2 separate regions of the Macaca mulatta genome follow, and region 1 is linked to region 2. A link is a contact called in public Hi-C data. All regions are on one chromosome and are shown on one strand. The core of a region is the stretch at or near the end of the contact, and the rest is flanking DNA. Distances in the headings are between cores, read along the strand shown. Region 1 holds the start of STAG1 (STAG1 cohesin complex component). Region 2 holds the start of MSL2 (MSL complex subunit 2).

What was found. Hi-C and Micro-C count contacts between places; a contact is called where the count stands out from the background.
Region 1: a Hi-C map of fetal cortex germinal zone shows a contact between it and region 2, with 5 times the contacts expected there. The contact joins the promoter of STAG1 here to the promoter of MSL2 in region 2. A contact is called at or near these places in 3 of 14 Hi-C or Micro-C datasets (blood, fetal cortex germinal zone and liver).

What each region holds. Positions count from the first base shown.
Region 1 is chr2:39,751,873-39,757,185 of T2T-MMU8v2.0, forward strand. STAG1 (STAG1 cohesin complex component) reads right to left here and starts at 1,846. Exons shown (of 34, transcript XM_077991520.1): 1 at 1,663-1,846.
Region 2 is chr2:39,197,486-39,203,458 of T2T-MMU8v2.0, forward strand. MSL2 (MSL complex subunit 2) reads right to left here and starts at 4,325. Exons shown (of 2, transcript NM_001266958.1): 1 at 3,923-4,325. The coding sequence starts at 4,064.

The DNA.
Region 1 (5,313 bases), core at 596-3,095, 550 kb after region 2:
AAACTTCCATATTTTGCATCTATTTAAATATTCCTTAACTTTATCAGAACATCGAAACTGAAATGGATACAGAAAAATTTCCACTCAAAAGTAGTTCGTTTGTGAAAATGACCACTGGTAGATCACTTGAATTAATTTAGTTTACTCCAAGTACATTTTAAATATGTAAAGGAAAAAAACGTGGCAAAACACCTGTAGATCTTCTACAACTTTATTTAGGCAACAATTTGTCTTATAAGTATTCTTAATCATCAAAAGCAAGGAAATAACATTTCTGCTTCTTTCCATTCCATATTTCCCTGCTTGGTTAAAATGTTTTAGTCTGAATTCTTCATACATTATGAATATAACAACAAGGTACATTATATCACCCTACAATAAACAAGTTATTTTTATTTTCACTGTTCTGTATATTTCCGTAAATGCTCCACCATCAGAACGTGCAATTTTCTTAAAGCACAAGGAAAACTAAAATGTAGAGTCACATTCAAATTCCACATAAGTTACAAATCACACAACTCTGTGCCAATTCAGATATTTCCCGTGTATTTTTGCAAAGATGCAAAATAGTCTTTCTAGTCAGAACCACGAGAAAAAAACTCTATCCATCTTAACACCAACTTTAACAGCAAATAATTTTTTTTTAATCATAAATTGCATTGCTTTTTGTAAGTGTACGAAACCATCCCATGACTTATACGCCCGGAGCACGATTCCCTGCAATGTGAAGAGAATCGATAACATTTCAAATATGGGTAGATGGGGGTGATGTGACAATCCTAAAACCTGAAAATTTCTTAGTACCCATACCACACAAGAAGCACCCAGTTCGGACCCTGCAAACGAGGCTCAGGTCCAACTCTAAGCACTCTAGTTTCCCACCCCGCCCCCACCTCGAGAAAGGAGGGAAAACAACTTTTATTGGCCTCGTCTCTCAGGGGACTGGCAAACTAGCGGGGTAGTGCTTGGGCCTGGACACGTTTCACAAGGAGGCCCCCGTCGGGGGCTGAGAGGGCAGATAGCTGGAAAGCCCAGCATGGACACCCCATCTCCCCCAGCCAACACCCCCCTGCCCCACCCCGCCAACAAGAAGCCTGGGCCAGCCGACCCGCCGAGCGACCCCCAGGCCCCTCCGCTGAGACGAACTCGTTGTCATGTGACGCCGCCGCCGCTAAAACACCGCAGAAACGCAGGTCGGCGGGCGGCGGAAGGCATTCGCGCCAGCCCGCCTCGGCCCGGCCCCGCTGGGCGCGGGCGAGTCCCGAGAGCCCGGGCGAGGGGGGGGCGGAGGGCGGGCTTGGCGGCGGGCCCAAGCGCGCCACAAAGGCTTCCGCGCCTGTCGCCGTAGTGCCCGGGCGGGCGGGGGCAAAATTTTCGGTGCCCGCGGAAGGGGTAGCAAGCGACGAAGACGCCGGGGTGCCCGCCGCGCCCACAGACGCCTCTCCGGGCACTCGGACGGCCCACGACCGCCGCACCCCGCACAGGCCCGCGCGGCCTCCCTCCCCCGCACGGGGCCCGCGCCCAGCCCGCCCGCTCCCCGCTCGCGCTCTCTCGCTCTCGCCCGGCCTCCATCTTGGATCGGCGCTTCCAGCCCCCGCGCCGCTGCCGCCGCATTCCCCCTCTTTCCCGCCCCCCGCCGCCGTCGCCGCCGCCCGCACTCACCTCAGCTGCCCATCCGGGCGCCGCCGGCCGTCGACCTAGTTTCCCCCCAAAAGTCTCCGGTGTGTTATTCCCGATGTGGGGGGGTTGTTACGGGGTGGTCGCCGGGGGTTCGGGAGCGGGGGCCGCGCCTTCAACGGAGCTGCAATCCTAACCCGCCATCTGGTGGCATTTTCCACACGCCAATGGCGCCGCTGCAGACTTGGGTCCGGACCGCCCTCTGCTGGCCGCAGTGCTCACTGCCTTGCTGACGGGACGGGCCTGCCCGGAAAGGGGAGGGAGCTGAGGCGCGAGCTAGGGGCCGCGGCAGGAGCGCGCGCAAACGCTTTCCTGTGGGGATTGCGCGCACGCGCACCAGCGGGGCGGGAAACGTGGCCGCTGCGTGGCGGCCCCGCCCCCATACGGAGCGGTCGCGCAGTTCAGCCAATCGCGAGCGGCGTAGGCTTCTGGATAAGGGCGCTGTGGACTGTTCTTGGGCCGCCCGAGGCGGGCGGAAGAACGGCCACGGTGGCGCCTGCGCGTCCGGCTCTCCGAGTTGCCGCCCGCCATTTTTGGAGCTTCTTGGAGACCTAGGCAGGAACCCACCCCGGGTTCCTTCACCGAGGCTCCTCCCTAGGTCTCAGGGCCGGCGCTTTCCTCTGTCCCCGCCCGGCTCCTGCTGCCCCCACCCACAGCTCTCGAGACGCCCTGCGGAAACCCGAGGGTGAGGCAGCTCAGATCTCTGCTCCCACTTGGATTTAACAAGGGCCTCAGAGCTTAGCATTATATTTGCGATTTACAGTTGACAAGCGCTTTCACCAGGCGAGGGTGAAAAGGTTTCAAAGGAACTGTTGGGGACTTCCCTCGCCATTAATCTAGACGAAACACTGCCCGCCCCAGGCCGATTGGCGTCATCCTGCCTCTGTAAAGCACATCCTCTCCGTGGTGCTGGCTTTGCATAAGGCGGCAGCATTGGCTAGTTTGTGAGAAGAGAATATAACTAGACTGAGAAAATAGACTCAGCTGTGAAATTGGATTTCTCCTTCCGCAACCTAGGACTACTTTCAGTAGCTCTGAGATAAACATGAGAATCTTAGCCTTCTAGATGCCAAAAGAGAAATAATCACTAAGGTGAAATAATTAACTATGTTGAACGTCACCTCTTCCCTGATCTCCACCTGCCCCTCTATGGTTATGGATCCCTACCTTTCACCTGCTTACAACTTTTTACCACAAAAGTGAATCCTTACTCTACTGGATCATTAGCCCCATATCTGACTAACTGCTCTATCGCTATAGCCAACTCTATCTCAGTATAGAATCACTCAACTACTTTATAGTCTTCAGGGCCTATCTCCAATAGGTTACCCCTATTTGCGGTTTCTCTCTCAAGGGTTTGCAAGATGTGTGGCTTTTCACTGCAGGAAGTCATAACTGTCCAGATTGGATATGAATTCGTGACTGGACTCCTCCTTATAATTTTCTTGGGTTTTTTTCTAATCTCTGGCTGATTTCCTATCCTATTTTCCACAAAGACTGTTTCAAGCTTTCCATGTTATTAAAGATGCCAGTCCCAGCCCATACTAATAGATAAATTCATCTAGTTTCCTGGGCTCAAAGCTATGGGACTCCAATTCCGATTTGACATTCCCTCCATAATAAAATATCTGTGACCACCTCCTGTTCGTGATCTCAAAATGTCTTACCAAATTAACCCAGAACCCTTTTCCTTCTCTCCAAAGCCACCCCCTCTGCCTGAAACTATGCCATCCCTTCCCACCTCCTCCTTCAACCACTACTTTCCTAGCGCCTTATATCGTAAGTATCTTCGTATCCACTGTCTTCTTCCTTTCTGTTTCTCAGAAGTTTCTGTTGTCTTGGCAGGGTGCGGTGGCTCACGCCTGTAATCCCAGCACTTTGTGAGGCCGAGGCGGGCAGATAACATGAGGTCAGGAGTTTGAGACCACCCTGGCCAACATGGTGAAACCCTGTCTCTACTAAAAATACAAAAATTAGCCAGGCGTGGTGGTGTGCTCCTGTAATGCCAGCTACTCGGGAGGCTGAGGCAGGAGAATCTCTCGAACCCGGGAGGTGGAGGTTGCAGTGAGCCGAGATCACACCACTGCACTCCAGCCTGGGCGACAAGAGTGAGACTCCGTATCAAAAAAAAAAAAAATTTTTTTTTTTTTTTAAATTCAGTGATGTTACTCCCTTCGGTTGCTATACTATCAGCCTTCCTTTCATTGACACATTTCTCAAAAGAAACAGTTACGGTTTTCACCAATCCCCATCCCCTACTTGAAACGCTTTTTCCCTTTCTTTTAAGACACTTCCCTGGATCTACACCTACCTAGTTTGCTGGTCTTCTGATTTCTTTGCTAGCACCTCCTCTTTCCTCAATCTGTTCTCTACTACATGCCTTCGCTTAGGTCTCCCAAAATTAGTCTGTTCTTGATTTTTCCTAAACTGAGATTCCTCGTGTTCAGCTACTTGCCAGAAAGCTGCAGCTCAAAACACTTAAAATAATTCATCTCTCTTATTTGAATTTCCTAATTTATCCTAACATTGTAATTTCAGCATAGTATAGTGATTAAGAACACGAACTGTGAAACCAGACTGCTCTGGAAAGCTTTGTAACCTTAGGCAAATCTCTTTCTGTCTCAGTTTCCTCAGCTGCAAAATGGAAATAACAACAATACCAATCTCATAGGGTTGTTATGAGTATTAAACTATTTAATATTTATATATTATAGAAATGCCATCAGCATTATTACATTTATTGTTTTTAATCTTACTAAGAACTTTGAGCATTTTTTTTAAGTCCGAGGGCATGGGTAATCAACTTTCTAAGTTTATACAAATCTAAAATTGTATTTTGCCCTCACACTTAATAATTGAGCTGGTGTTTATAAATAATTACATAGCGCCCTAGGCTCTAAATTGTAGGGCCAGATTTGATTCTTTTCTTTCAAAAAAGCCTAAGTCCCATCATACCTCATTCATATGGCTTGCTTTTTCTTCTACTGCTGCCATCCTTATTCAGACCCCTCTCCCCTCCCATTGCCTTACACCAAAACTATTGTAATAGCCTTCTGAACACCTCTCCCTTCATTCACCTCCCTTGTGTTCATTTGTGTTTGTTTGTTTTTTGTTTGTTTTTGTTTTTGTTTTGAGACGGAGTCTTGCTCTGTCGCCCAGGCTGGAGTGCAGTGGTGCAGTCATAGCTCACTGCAGCCTCTAATTCTTGAACTCAAGTGATTCTCACACCTCAGCCTCTCTAGGTCTAGAGGTAGATGCCATTGACCCACCTTCCCTCTACTGCCCACTCCTGCTTCACTTCCCTTTTAAAAATGCAACATTGTATACCTACACAAAAGCGTTCTGTGATTCCTATGGCTTAAAAGATATCATCTAAAATAGTTAATGACATCCAAGGCATGCCTTGATTTTTTTTTTTTCTCTATTTCGTTACAAATTATTCGCACTAGTTGACCTGTCTGATTAATCATAAATGTAAGTGAAAGGCAGATTTATTCATCCTTTACCTATCTGGTAAGATAAAGTAATAAAGGTCCCACAACACATTGACTTTGTTACAGAATTACATATAAAAGCAGAGGCTGCTTTTTATGAAATTCTTTTTTTTTTTTTTTCCAGACAGAGTTTTGATCTTGT
Region 2 (5,973 bases), core at 3,075-5,574:
TCTTCCCTCACCTCCTCCCACCTTTCTCTACTGTGCAAAGCTGGGATATTAAGTACCTAATACATGCCAGACACTGAATCTGTAGACTTGTTCTCATGGGTTCAAAAACTTTTTTCAGTCCGAGCAGGGGTGGCTCACACCTGTAATCCCAGCACTGTGGGAGGCCAAGGCGGGCGGATCACGAGGTCAGGAGTTCAAGACCAGCCTGGCCAACATGGTGAAACCTCATCTCTACAAAAAATACAAAAATTAGCTGGGCATGGTGGCAGGCATCTGTAATCCCAAGCTGCTCGGGAAGCTGAGGTAGGAGAATCGCTTGAACCCAGGAGGTGGAGGTTGCAGTGAGCCAAGATTCCGCCACTGCACTCCAGCCTGGACAACAGAGCAAGACTCCGTCTCAAAAAAAAAAAATTTTTTTTTTCAGGCCAGGAGCCACAGCGGCTTACATCTGTAACCCCTGCACTTTGGGAGGCCAAGGCATGAGGACAGCTTGAGCCTAGGAGTTCAAGATCTGCCCAGGCAACATGGCAAGACCCTATCACCACAAAAACTTTAGCTGGGCATGATGGTGCATGCCTGCAGTTCTAGCTAATTAGGAGGGTGAGGTGGAAGGATTGCATGAATCCAGGAGTTTAAGGCTGCAGTGAGCTAGGATGGCACCACTGCACTCCAACCTGAGCAAGCACTCCAACCTGAGCAACACAGCAAGATCCTGTCTCAATAAAAAGTTTTTTCAAACCACTTAAAAATAAGCCCACACATAACACAAATTTGGAGAAACAAACTTGAAGGAGATAAAGGAAACTGGCAAAAAGTTAAAGCAATGCGCCTACACAGTAAGTAAAAGCCAAATTTCAACCTAATTGCAAAGTTTGAAGGGCTTTTTCCCTCCCTCACCTCTTCCTCTGAGGCTGTCATAAACACCTACATGTAAGTCACTAGGCAGGAGAGAATGTGAAGCAGAAGAAATACGAAAATGTAAAAGAAAAAGGTGTCTTCCCTAAGAAGTTTATTATATATATCAGGAAAATCAAACTGATATAAAAACTGCACTGAAAGGAGTTATAAGTACCTTACGACTGGAACAAGAGAACAAAGATAACTTTTTAATTTTTTGAGCCAGAGTTTCACTCTGTCGCCCAGCCTGGAGTGCAGTGGCACAATCTCCGCTCACTGCAACCTCCGCCTCCCAGGTTCAAGCAATGTCTGGCAATGGGCCTCAGCCTCCCAAGTAACTGGGATTACAGGCACCCGCCACCACACACAGCTAATTTTTGTATTTTTAGTAGAGATGGGGTTTCACTATGTTGGCCAGGCTGGTCTCCAACTCCTGACCTCAAGTGATCCGCCCACCTTGGCCTCCCAAAGTGCTGGGATTACAGGCACCTGACCAGAGGAAACTTTTCGCTGCAGTGAGCAAGGAAGACTTCACCAAGGAGGCAGGGAGTTGAGTTAGGCCTTTAGAAAAAAAGGAGTGTATTAGGCAGAAGAAACTTAAGAAAACAAAGATTTTTAAAAAAAGAAAAAAAAGAGGAAGATATAAAGCATGTCTGAAAGGGCAAAAACATCAATCCAGTTAAAACAAAAATTATGTAAAACCACAGTTGAATGAAAGAATGAAAAGGTAGTAGCGGGTCAAATCTACAGGACGTGTTGAAACAAATTCCCTAATTAAGCATTACGACAGAATTAAACTTCATTTTTACATGTGTATTATTTTCGTGAAATAAGACTGCATGCACATTCACATATTAATTTGAATGCACGTATGCTTTTCATCTAAGGAAAAAAAGTCTAGTACGCACCTGGTACAAAGATATGTAAATGCTGGAGCTAAATTCAAATAACTGATTTTTTTTTTTTCTATCTCTTGATAACCACAGACTTATGTCCAAAGAGATGGGAGGAAAAAAACCTGAACCTACATCCCTATTACTGAAACCATGCCAGCTACTCAATTATAAGGGAGAAGCAGAACTCACAGATCTTCCACAGGATGATGTGAAATAAGAAAGCCCTGTCAGAAAAATTCCCCTTAGGATGATGTGAAATAAGAAAGCCCTGTCAGAAAAATTCCCCTTGTGTTGCCAAGACTGACAAAAAATAAAAACAAAAAAGGCTACAGTTGGACTTTTAAATGTAGTTTTATCTTTAATGCCATTATTTAAAGTCCAGGTTAGAACCTGGGAAAATGTTCAATGAGACCACCACTACCAACCGAAAGCTATTAATAAGAACTTAAAACCTCTGAGGTTCTTAATAGTTTTAGGATAGTGGTGGTCTACACAACTCAAAACTACCGTTTCCCTCTTAAATTAGAGAGCTAAGTCTCACCCATCTAGTAAACAGGTGACCTACCAGATTCTGCAAATGTTAACTGATAATGACATCACTCTCAAATGCTGTTTCAGCAGGACAGAGTGGGCCCTCCCTCTTTCCCCTACCTCACCAAAGTAGCACCCTACGGCCGTCACCAAAGGAAAAGAAAAAAAAAAGTGTATGGAGAAGGAAGTTATGGCAGCTCCGTTTCCTCAGTCCTCAAACTATCAAAATATGTGAGGACACAAAAAAAAGCACTCCAAAAAAGCCGGAGTAGACTGAGAGGTTACCATGAAATCAAGCAAATTTTTTATACACCTACATTTGCAAAACTTAAGCTGAAAGGAAACTCAATCTAGCCGAAAATTCTCATTTTACACATCAAGAAACTGAGGCCCAGGGCAGTTAGGTGATTTGCCCGGGGCGACTATTCCTCTATATAGGTGTTAAGTGTCTGTTACCAGTCAGAGCAGCACTTAATGACTTACTCAGTTACTTAAATGTTTATGACAGTAAGTACCTGTCTTGCAAAAAACACCACCACCTCTTCTGCACCCATTCAGTGTCTTGCTTCAGGATCCATATAGAAAACGCTGGATAAACCTCAAATGAATATTATTTCTCCCTTCAGCCACAACTGTCCCAAATTACTGTTCTTCCTTTATCTAATTTTAAAGAAAGCGGAAGCCTTAACGTGCCTGAATTTCCCAGGTTCTAACTAAACAAGTGGATCACCAAAACTTCAAAACTTCGGATAGACTATTAAGTAGAGCTTTACTTTACTGCTTTGCCAGTTGCCCTTTCCTTTGTATTAACGTCTCAGTCCAGGTTTTTCGAAAAGCAAGTAATTATTATACCTGCACAGTTAACACTCAAATTATCACTTTTGAGATATTTTCCTTAGACAATTTAGCATATGTCTTCTATCTTAAAAATAATTAAAAAGTATCCTACCTACCACGAGTTAATATTTTTTGAACAAACACATCTAAAATAACCCTCGACGAAGCCAAAGTATGTTAAACCACAAAATGAAAACGTGGTAAGTAAAAATCCCACCAGTTAAAAAGCACTTCGAGTACCACCAGCCTTCCCCGGCTTGCTGTTAACCGTCAAACCGTCAAAGCATTTGGGGATGAACCCGGGGGAAAGTTCCGCGCCGGGTTCTCCAGCTGTGGGTTCATCAGCTTAGCCCACCACTCCCACGTAACACCAGCTTGGGGAAATGCAAACACGCCACATGTGCATGTCTTCGTCATGTTTACCCACTTTTAACCGCTGTAGGTACGAAATCAGCTCCCGCGGCAAAGTATTGTGCATGCATGTTACCCCCACTTAAACCACTACCACCAGATGAACCGAGGCGAATTAAACCATTTTGAACGTTAACGCCACTGCACAAAGCGGTCTGAAAGGGTTCTCTGCCTTTCTGAAATGCCGGGCAAAAGTCCCTCGGCGAGTTTCAAAACTAATGACCGCACAGCGCGACACAAATAACAAAAGCTTAATACCAACCACCAGGCCGTCGACCCGCTCACGTTACCACTGCCCAGAAGGCTTTTTAAAAACAAGCATTGAAAGGGAACAATAAAAAGCATCTCACCGCAAACACAGCACGAAAGGGACTGTCGGAAGTAAGGCAAGAGCCTGTTAATCTCAGTAAACGCCTTGGGGTCTCCGGGGTCGTAGTTGAGCACTAGGCGGCTCGCGGAAATGTAGAGAGCAGTAGCATTCACGGGGTTCATTGCAGACACTTCGACACCAATGGCTCCCGGTTGAAAAGAAATTCCGGATCCAACTTTGTAAGCAGCCAGGGAACGATGGCGAATTTGCAACAATTCGGAAGAAATCAGAGCCGAACCATTGGCCAAACAAGTAACCAGAATCCGTGCAAGTTTGTGGAGCTGAAGCAATCCTCCCACACATGGGGCCTTGGCGCCCCTCCGTCCCTGAGACTTCCAAAAATATAAGAGAGAGAGAGAGAAACCAGCGTTCGAGTTCGTCCGGAGCGACCACAGAGCGCAGAACGCGGCGGCTTGGGCGCTCGGGGCGGGACTCGGCGCTCAGTCTAGCCCCGCGGCTCGGCGGGCGGCCTGCACTCGAGCTCCATCTCCGGACACGGAGGCGCCTCCTCAGGTCGAGCTGGCGGGCGCGGGAGCAGGCCCCGGCCCCGTCTGAGGCGCGACACGCTTCTCCCGGGCTGCAGAGCCTCTTACTCCATCCCAGTGCAGGGCGCGGAGGCGGCGGCGAAGGCAAGGACGACGGTCGGGCGGCGGCTTCCCGGATCTAGTGCAAGACACCGCGGCGGCGACGAAGGTTGCTGTTGCGGCTGGCGGACGCCGTCGCCGCACTCTCCATATCGGACGCGGGGCCCAGACTGCGCCCTGGCTCTCCGCCCCGTAGGCTGCAGCCCGCAGTTCCCCGAGGTGGCGAGGCGGGCGAGAGTCCTCAACCCGGAGGGGAGGGCCGGGGAGGAAGTGCGCGGGCCGCCGCCGGCGGGCGGGAGGGGGCGGGGAGCAGGCCCGACCGGGCCGCGGCGGCGCCCCTCGCTCCTCAGTCGCACACTCCGGGGTCACCACACGCAAGCGCCGCCCCCTCACTGCCCGGCCATCTTTTCGGCGCCGCACACACAGACGACTCCTCGACCGAGCACGACGGCCGCCGCCGCCCTCAGCGCCTTCCCGGCCGCGGGAGGCAAGCGCTCACACCGCCAGGCCCCGCCGCCGCCGCCCAGCGCACACAGCAAGGCCTCGCCGCCCTCACCCCGACTCCACGCGCCACCCCAGCTCGGTAGGGCCCGGGCTGCTGCGGCCTTAATGGATCCCGCGGGCTGTGCGGCGCCTCAGGCCTCTGCTGGCGGCGACGACGACCGTTACCCCAACGGGCAAAGCCACTGTCATCCCCGAGACTCCCCCGCCGCCGTCGTCGCTAGCGCTCGCACGCATGCGCAGAGCACACTCTCACCCCTCCCCCCTTTCCTCCCTTCGCTTCCCTTTTCCCTTGCTTCTCCTCTAACAACCCCCTCCACAGCCTCCCAGAGCTACCGGCTCACTCCACGCATGCGCAAGCCGCTACCTAGCTCCGCCGCCTTTCGCCCTTACGCGTGCGCTTTGACCGCCCACCCAGAAAACCGGATAAACACATCAGCCCGCTCGCGCCAGTCCCTCACCGCTGCCAACCCACCCTGGGCTCACTGCGCATGCCTGGCTCTCCACTTCGGCTCTCAGAACGGAGCATGCTCTCTGCGAGCCGACAGCTCTCGCCGCCCCTCCCCCACGTGCTCTCAAATTCCCTCTCCCAGGCATGTGGGCTGTGGTGAAACATTCGTTAGCTGGCACATCCTTCCCCGGTGTGGGCTGCAGGCTTCCCGCATTACACTGCTTCTGTGCCCGCCAACGCCGGGGCCCGACTTGGTAGCGCCATGTGGCGCTCTGCACTGGCCTGAATGCGGCCTCTCGTCCTGACTGACCGCGGTGTGAGGAAATAGCCTCGCCAGGCCCCAAGCCCCGCCCTCGCGGCCTTTCTCCTGGAACGGCTCACCCCGACCGCGGAAAGGGCGCAGCCTGGGCCGGTTGGCTGGCTCTCGCCGAGCCGGAATGATTGCTGCAGTGAACGTGGCTGCGCGCCCAGCAGGCGTGCAGACGGCTTTTGCCG